Regions from separate parts of the Ovis aries genome. Here region 1 is linked to region 2. Evidence: chromatin contacts called from public Hi-C data. All regions are on one chromosome and are shown on one strand. Each heading gives the region's core, a stretch centred on a gene start, on an enhancer-like site or on the middle of the called end of the contact. The rest is flanking DNA. Distances are from core to core; before and after follow the strand shown. Region 1 holds the start of MRPL13 (mitochondrial ribosomal protein L13). Region 2 holds the start of DSCC1 (DNA replication and sister chromatid cohesion 1).

The links. Hi-C and Micro-C count contacts between places; a contact is called where the count stands out from the background.
Region 1: a contact with region 2 is called in a Hi-C map of muscle, with 7 times the contacts expected there. The contact joins the promoter of MRPL13 here to the promoter of DSCC1 in region 2. A contact is called at or near these places in 9 of 16 Hi-C or Micro-C datasets (blood, hypothalamus, liver and 5 more).

What each region holds. Positions count from the first base shown.
Region 1 is chr9:94,715,149-94,718,286 of ARS-UI_Ramb_v3.0, reverse strand. It overlaps MRPL13 (mitochondrial ribosomal protein L13), which reads left to right and starts at 1,514. Exons shown (of 6, transcript XM_060394005.1): 1 at 1,514-1,567. The coding sequence starts at 1,541. MTBP (MDM2 binding protein) reads right to left here and starts at 1,237. Exons shown (of 22, transcript XM_027973275.3): 1 at 1,068-1,237; 2 at 61-141. The coding sequence starts at 1,179.
Region 2 is chr9:94,209,084-94,212,244 of ARS-UI_Ramb_v3.0, reverse strand. DSCC1 (DNA replication and sister chromatid cohesion 1) reads left to right here and starts at 1,526. Exons shown (of 9, transcript XM_027973268.3): 1 at 1,526-1,767. The coding sequence starts at 1,598.

The sequences.
Region 1 (3,138 bases), core at 265-2,764, 510 kb before region 2:
TAAATTTATTTCCAATACAAATGCTACGCCAGTGAAAAGAACGGTTTATGTTGTACTTACCAGGGAAAGTACTATCTTCTGGACTAATTGAAGCACTAATGCTTCTTTTCAGGAGATGATAAACATTTGCTGCTCTTAAGTCTGAGAAAGAAAAATCAAACTCAGCTGGGCTCAAGAATTACACAACGTAAACCAATTCCAATTTCACCATCAGAGCCTCTCCAGAACAACATAGGATACATAAAAGGTCTACACTCTGTTCGAATTTTCACATAATAAATCCAAAGCAAGCAGAGAGAATAGGTAAGTTCCCGGCTTGCACATGCTTGCCAGTTAACACAAATCCAAAATCTCCCTCCACCAAATAAATTTTAAACCAATGGGTGGGAAATCCTGTTACAATACTCTGTACACAGCCACATATACTTCCTCCTCAAAAGACCTCGCCATCAAAACAAACTAAATAAAATACAACAGATTCCAGATAGGGGCATCAAAAAGGGTGCAAAAACGGTCAGAATCGTCTTAAATCTGTCGCTTGTATTTTAACTTATTCTGCGTGCGGAATGCCTCCTCCTGCGACGATGTACACTCCGGGAGAGTAAGAGCCCTTTCCGTCTCGCTGCTTTCCGTCTGACTCGCACTCGGCACACAGGAGGCAGAACTGCCTACTGAATGCATACACGTCTCAAGAGCAGAAATTCCATTTCCAAGGCCCCGAGAACTTTCTAACTGTGTCAGCAAGTTCCGAGCGCGGGCGGGCGGCACCCGGAACCTTGGCCCTGTCCTGCGCGCGGGCGGCACCTTCCTCGGGCCCGACAGGCCGACGCTCCGCGCGCGGGCGGCACCTTCCGCGGCCCGACAGGCCGACGCTCCGCGCGCGGGCGGCACCTTCCTCGGCCCGACAGGCCGATGCTCTGCGCGCGGGCGGCACCTTCCGCGGCCCGACACCCGACGGCGCCCGGCTCCCCGCGGCCCCTCCGCCCCGCCCTCCCCAGGAAAACCCGGTCCCCAGAGTGCTCTCCGCCCCGCGAGCCGCTCCCGCGCTTTCTCCGCTCGGCGCCTACCCGGCGGCCTCCCGGGGCCCTCGACGCGCGAGGCCTCGGGCCCACGGCCCGGGCTCGCCGCCGCCGCGGCCCTGCCCTCGCCCCAGACCGCGAGGAGCAGGTACCGATCCATCCCTCCGCGCGAGCGGCCGCCACAGGCGCCCGCGTCCGTCCAAACCGCCCGCGCGCCTGAAGCACTTCCGGCGCGCTCTCTTCGGCTCGGCGGGAAACGGCCCGCCCCCCGTCGGTTTCCGCGCCCTTTCCAGCAGGCGAGTGACTGGCGGGGGCTATTCTCTCAATTACCGCATCGTGTGCTGGCTTCCTGACGGAATGGTTGTGGTGGGAAGCCGGGAAGAGACGTGGGAAACGCGGAGAAGCAGACGAAGGCATGCTGGCCTAGGAACCGTCCCCCGCAGCTCCGCGCGTTTCCCGCCGGGCCGTGATGCGCGGCGGCCCCAGGCCCTGGCGGAAGCGCGGGGCCGCCGCTCGGGAGCATGGCGAGTCTGTCCAGGGCGCCGCAGGTGAGGCTGCGCCCCCGGCGTGGCGGGCTTCCTCACTGTGGCGGGAGGCGGCCGGACTTGGCGACGCCGAGGCGGATGGGGAGCCAGGCGCCTAGGCCCGGAGATGCGGCGATAAAGCGCAGGCGAGGGTCGCAGCTGACCACTTCGTGAGGCGCTCTCGGTGCCCCTACTTCGGCGCTTTCAGTCAGCCCCCTGCTCTGGTCTCCCCGCACCCCGGAGCGGTGTTAGGGCGACAGTCAGGGAGCTAATCAGGTGGATCTCCGAGGGCACTGTGGACCACTGGAAGAGTTTGTGCAAAATAAGGGCCGCCGTGGGGTGGCGGAAGGTGAGGTTTGGGCTTCCCGGGTGGCTCAGCTGGTGAGGAGCCAGCCTGCCAATGCAAGGAGACGCGAGACGTAGGTGCGGTCCCTGGGTGGGGAAGATCCCCTGGAGGAGGAGATGGCAGCCACTCCAGCGTTCTTGCCTGGAGAATCCCACGGACAGAGGAGCCTGGTGGGCTGCCGTCCGTGGGGTCGCAGAGAAGACGCACACGACTGAGCGATTCAGCGCAGGTATGCAGTTCAATGGGCTTCCTTGGCTCAGATGGTGGAGTGCTGGAGACCTGGGTTTGATCCCTGGCTTGGGAAGATCCCCAGGAAAGTATTCCGGCCTGGAGAATCCCATGGACCGTATAGTCTATGGGGTCGCAGAGTCAGACACGACTGAGCGACTTTCACTTTGGAGGGTTTTGAGCCAAGTAGTAACCTGATCTGTCTTAAGTGTTACAAGGAGTATCCGACTGCTGAGTTAAGACCGAATTGTTCAGAAATGGGAATTGGTGGACGGCAGAAGCAAAGAATCTGTTTGGAGGCTGCCGCAATAATCCAGACTAGACATGCCGGGGGCGCGAGCCAGGCTCAGTTGCTGTGTAGCGGTGAAAACTGGTCACGTTCCGTGTGAAGGTGGGACCGGTAAGATTTCTGGAAGGACTGTGTGGCCGACAGCAGCAGAAAAAACCAAGGACTAATCCAAGGTTTTTTTGTTTCAACAATCTAAGGGAGCGTCCATCAGCTGAGACAGGGAAGGCTGGGACTGAAGCAGGTTTCAGAGGAAGAGCAGGGTTGGGTTTTGGATATGTTGCTTTAAGATGCCTCTTAGCCTGGTCCTGCCCCAGGTGAGATTCCGTCCTTGAACTCTTTGTTACCTGCCCCTGATGAAAGAGATACAGGAATTAAAGTTAACCATTAAAAAGAACTGGAGCAGTTTGACGTTGGGGCAGCATTTTAATTGCCTTATCAAGGTTTTGTTGGTTTTTTTTTTTTTTTTTCCTATCAGAGTATTGGTCTGTAATGCCTTGGGGAAAAACTGGTCTTCTGCTACATACAATTTTAAAAACACTATAGTGTGTACACCAGGTGGGCTGTTGAATACAAGTGTATAGTTCAGGGGGCTTCCCAGGTGGCTCAGTGGTAAAGGAATCAGCCTCCCGGTTCAGGAGATGCAGGGATTGTGGGTTTGATCCCTGGGTGGGGAAGATCCCCTGGAAATGGCAACCCACTCCAGTATACTTGCCTGGAGAATCCCATGGCCAG
Region 2 (3,161 bases), core at 277-2,776:
AAATTTTTAACTGTTCTACAAGCAAAGCCTAAAAAGTTTAACTAATAAAAGATGTGACGTTAAACATCTAAGCTACTGTAGCTCCCACAGAATGAAATAAATCTTGCTACGAATAGTAATTTCGTTATCTGAAAGTGATTTTTAACTAAATACAAGGTAATGTGCTTTGCAAGACGTTACTTTATTCTGTTTCTCGTACCACGTGCAATTCTTTCCTCCAGGGAGGCATATCTTGAAAGGCTTCAGCCTCAAATATTTGGTGAGGTTTCATCTTCGGTCGGGAGAAGGAAACGGCAACCCACTCCAGTATTCTTGCCTGGAGAATCCCAGGGACGAAGGAGCCTGGTGGGCTGCCGTCTATGGGGTCTCACAGAGTCGGACACGACTGAAGCGATTTAGCAGCAGCAGCGGCATCTTCAGTCGAATTTTCAGCTGCACATCCCTCTCTCGCGGGGTGATCTTGTTACCAAACCGAACTGCTCGCCTGACGTGTAGAAAAGCCGATCCACCGGCACCGGGCCGTGGTGGAGGACGGCGAAACGGAGCAGGGCTCTGCGGAGCTCCTGGGCAGGGAGGCCTTTCCAACAGGTGCTAACTGGGGATGGGAGCGGATGAAGAGACGAGAGAACAGCCCAGAAGCGACAGCGCAGCCTTGGGGCAGAGCCCTGGTTCCCCCGCAAGGGATCGCCGAATCTCTGGGCTCTTTTACAGAACGGAAACGCCCAAGCAATGGAAGAGGTTCGCCTTCTTCATCCTCAAGAGGCGCATCGGGAGCCCACCTGAGGCCAGAGCAGAGCAGTGTGGGCAGAGGGGCCTGGGGCCCGTCCACCGGTCACTCAGAGTCCGGCCCGGCTGGGCGGCAGCGCGCACGCGGGGAAGGTTAGGTCGGCGAGGGTCGCTCAGGCATGTCCGACTCTTTGCGATCCCATGGACTATACAGTCCACGGAATTCTCCAGGCCAGAATACTGGAGTGGGCAGCCTTTCCCTTCTCCAGGGATTCTTCCCCACCCAGGGATCGAACCCAGATCTCTCGCAATGCACGCGGATTCTTTACCAGCTGAGCCACCAGCGAAGCCCTTCACGTATTGAAAGATTCATGCGATGATGCGGCCAAAACGCGTATGTCAAGGCCCGCGCGCCGCAGTGCCGACGGCCAGGAGAGCGGGGTCCCGGCGGGAAACGGGGGCCGCGGCGCAGCGGAGGGGCGGGGCGGGGCCGGACCGCCCAGTCTGCCCCCGCCCCCGGGGTCTCGGCCCCGCCCGAGGACGCCCGGCCGCCGGGCGCGCGTGAGCCACCGCCCCGCCCCGCCCCGCCCCTGGCCCGCCCTCCCGCCCCGCCCCTGGCCCGCCCTCCCGCCCCGCCCCTGGCCCGCCCTCCCGCCCCGCCCCTGGCCCGCCCTCCAGCCTCTGGCCCCGCCCCTTCCCGCCCCTGGCCCCGCCCGCCCGCCCGCCCCGCCCCGCCCCGCCCTCCAGCCTCTGGCCCCGCCCCTTCCCGCCCCTGGCCCCGCCCGCCCGCCCCGCCGGCAGAGGCCGCGCTTCTCCCGCGCCGTTCCCCGCGTCGGGGCTCGGCTCTGTCGCCCCCAGGCCGCCGGCGGCGATGGAGAGGACCCGCGCCGAGGTGGACGCGACACTGCAGACCGCCAAGCTGGACGCGGCCGAGCTGCTGCCCGCCGCGCACTGCCTGCGCTTCGGGCCCGCGGCCGCCGGCGACGTGTGCCTGCTGGAGCTGGAGCCCGCGCTGTGCGGGCGGCTGCAGGCGGGGCACAGGTGGGGGGACACGGGGGCGGTGCAGAGAGGACCCGGGACGGGGGGCGCAGGTCGGGGGACACCAGGGGGTGCAGAGAGGACCCGGGGACGGGGGGCGCAGGTCGGGGGACACCAGGGGGTGCAGAGAGGACCGGGGGACGGGGGGCGCGCAGAGAGGAGCCCGCTCTGCGCCGGAGGCTGCGGGCGGGGAGTCCAGAGAGGAGCCCGCGCGCCCCCTCGCCCGGGACCAGCGGGGCGGCCGGCCCACCCAGCGGGCGGCCCCGCCGCGCTGACCTCGCAGCCCCGCGGGCGGGCGCGAGTCCGGAAGCGGCTGCGCGGAAGCCGAGGGGTGTTCCCGAGCCGCGCGCCCAGGCCGAGCGCCGGCGTGCTACCGTGACGCCCGGCGGTAGTGTCAACATTTACGGAGTTCCTCTCGCCTTCTTCGTAGGTTTATTTTACCCAGGTTGTAGCCAGGACTTTGGGGGAAGTTTAAAAGTTTTTTTTTTTTTTTTTTTAACAGATTAGGTAATTGTGGAAGGCCCTCAAAAAAAAAAAAAAATTGCTTGGGGTCAGCACTGTGAATCTGAAGCTGTTTTCTAATTCTAGGTCCGCTACACATTTGCTGCGAGACCGTGGGTTAAAAAACATGCAGGAGAAGTCCGTTCTCTGTCTCAACTTTGTGCAGTCCCGGAAAAAGAGGAGTTAGGCGTTCTTGTTTAACTCTCTTCTGCACTGCTGTTCCGCTGGCGCCTGTATTTTATTCTATAGTTGTGGCTCAGGTGGTAAAGAGTCGGCCTGCAATGCAGGAGACCCGGGCTGGGAAGATGGGAGGAGGGCATGGCAGCCCACTCCAGTACTCTTGCCTGGAGAACCCCATGGACAGAGGAGCCTGGTGGGCTGCAGGCCATGGAGTCTAGAAGGGTCGGACACAACTAGAGTGACTTTCACCTTTGTTATCTTGTAAGCTTTTAAAAATTGGGGGACTTCCCTGGGGGTCCAGTGGCTAAGACTGTGCTTCCAAGGCAGGGGACTGGGGTTCGATCCCTGATCAGGGAGCTAGATCCCACATGCCTCGGCTAAGACCTGGTGCCGCTAAATAAATACATTTGTTTTCTTTTAAAATTATGCTGCCTTTAGGCTTTCACTTTTCTTGCTTTACTCGTCAAACTTTATTATAGTCATAGGCTAGTCTTCAGATGCTAGCAGTGAAGGGTCTCTCAGGGAGCTGAGACAGAAGTATCACTGGGTTTTCATCTCAGCTGAGTTGGCAGGACTTTGAGAAGAGACTTCAGGTGTGAGCACCTGCTTTGTCCAGTTATAGTTAATCTAGCTGGCAAAAACCAGAATGGAAAGGTGTGTTACATTTTTGGGGGGCGGGGGTGAGGGAAGGGGTTGTTTCAAACAAAATATTTGAA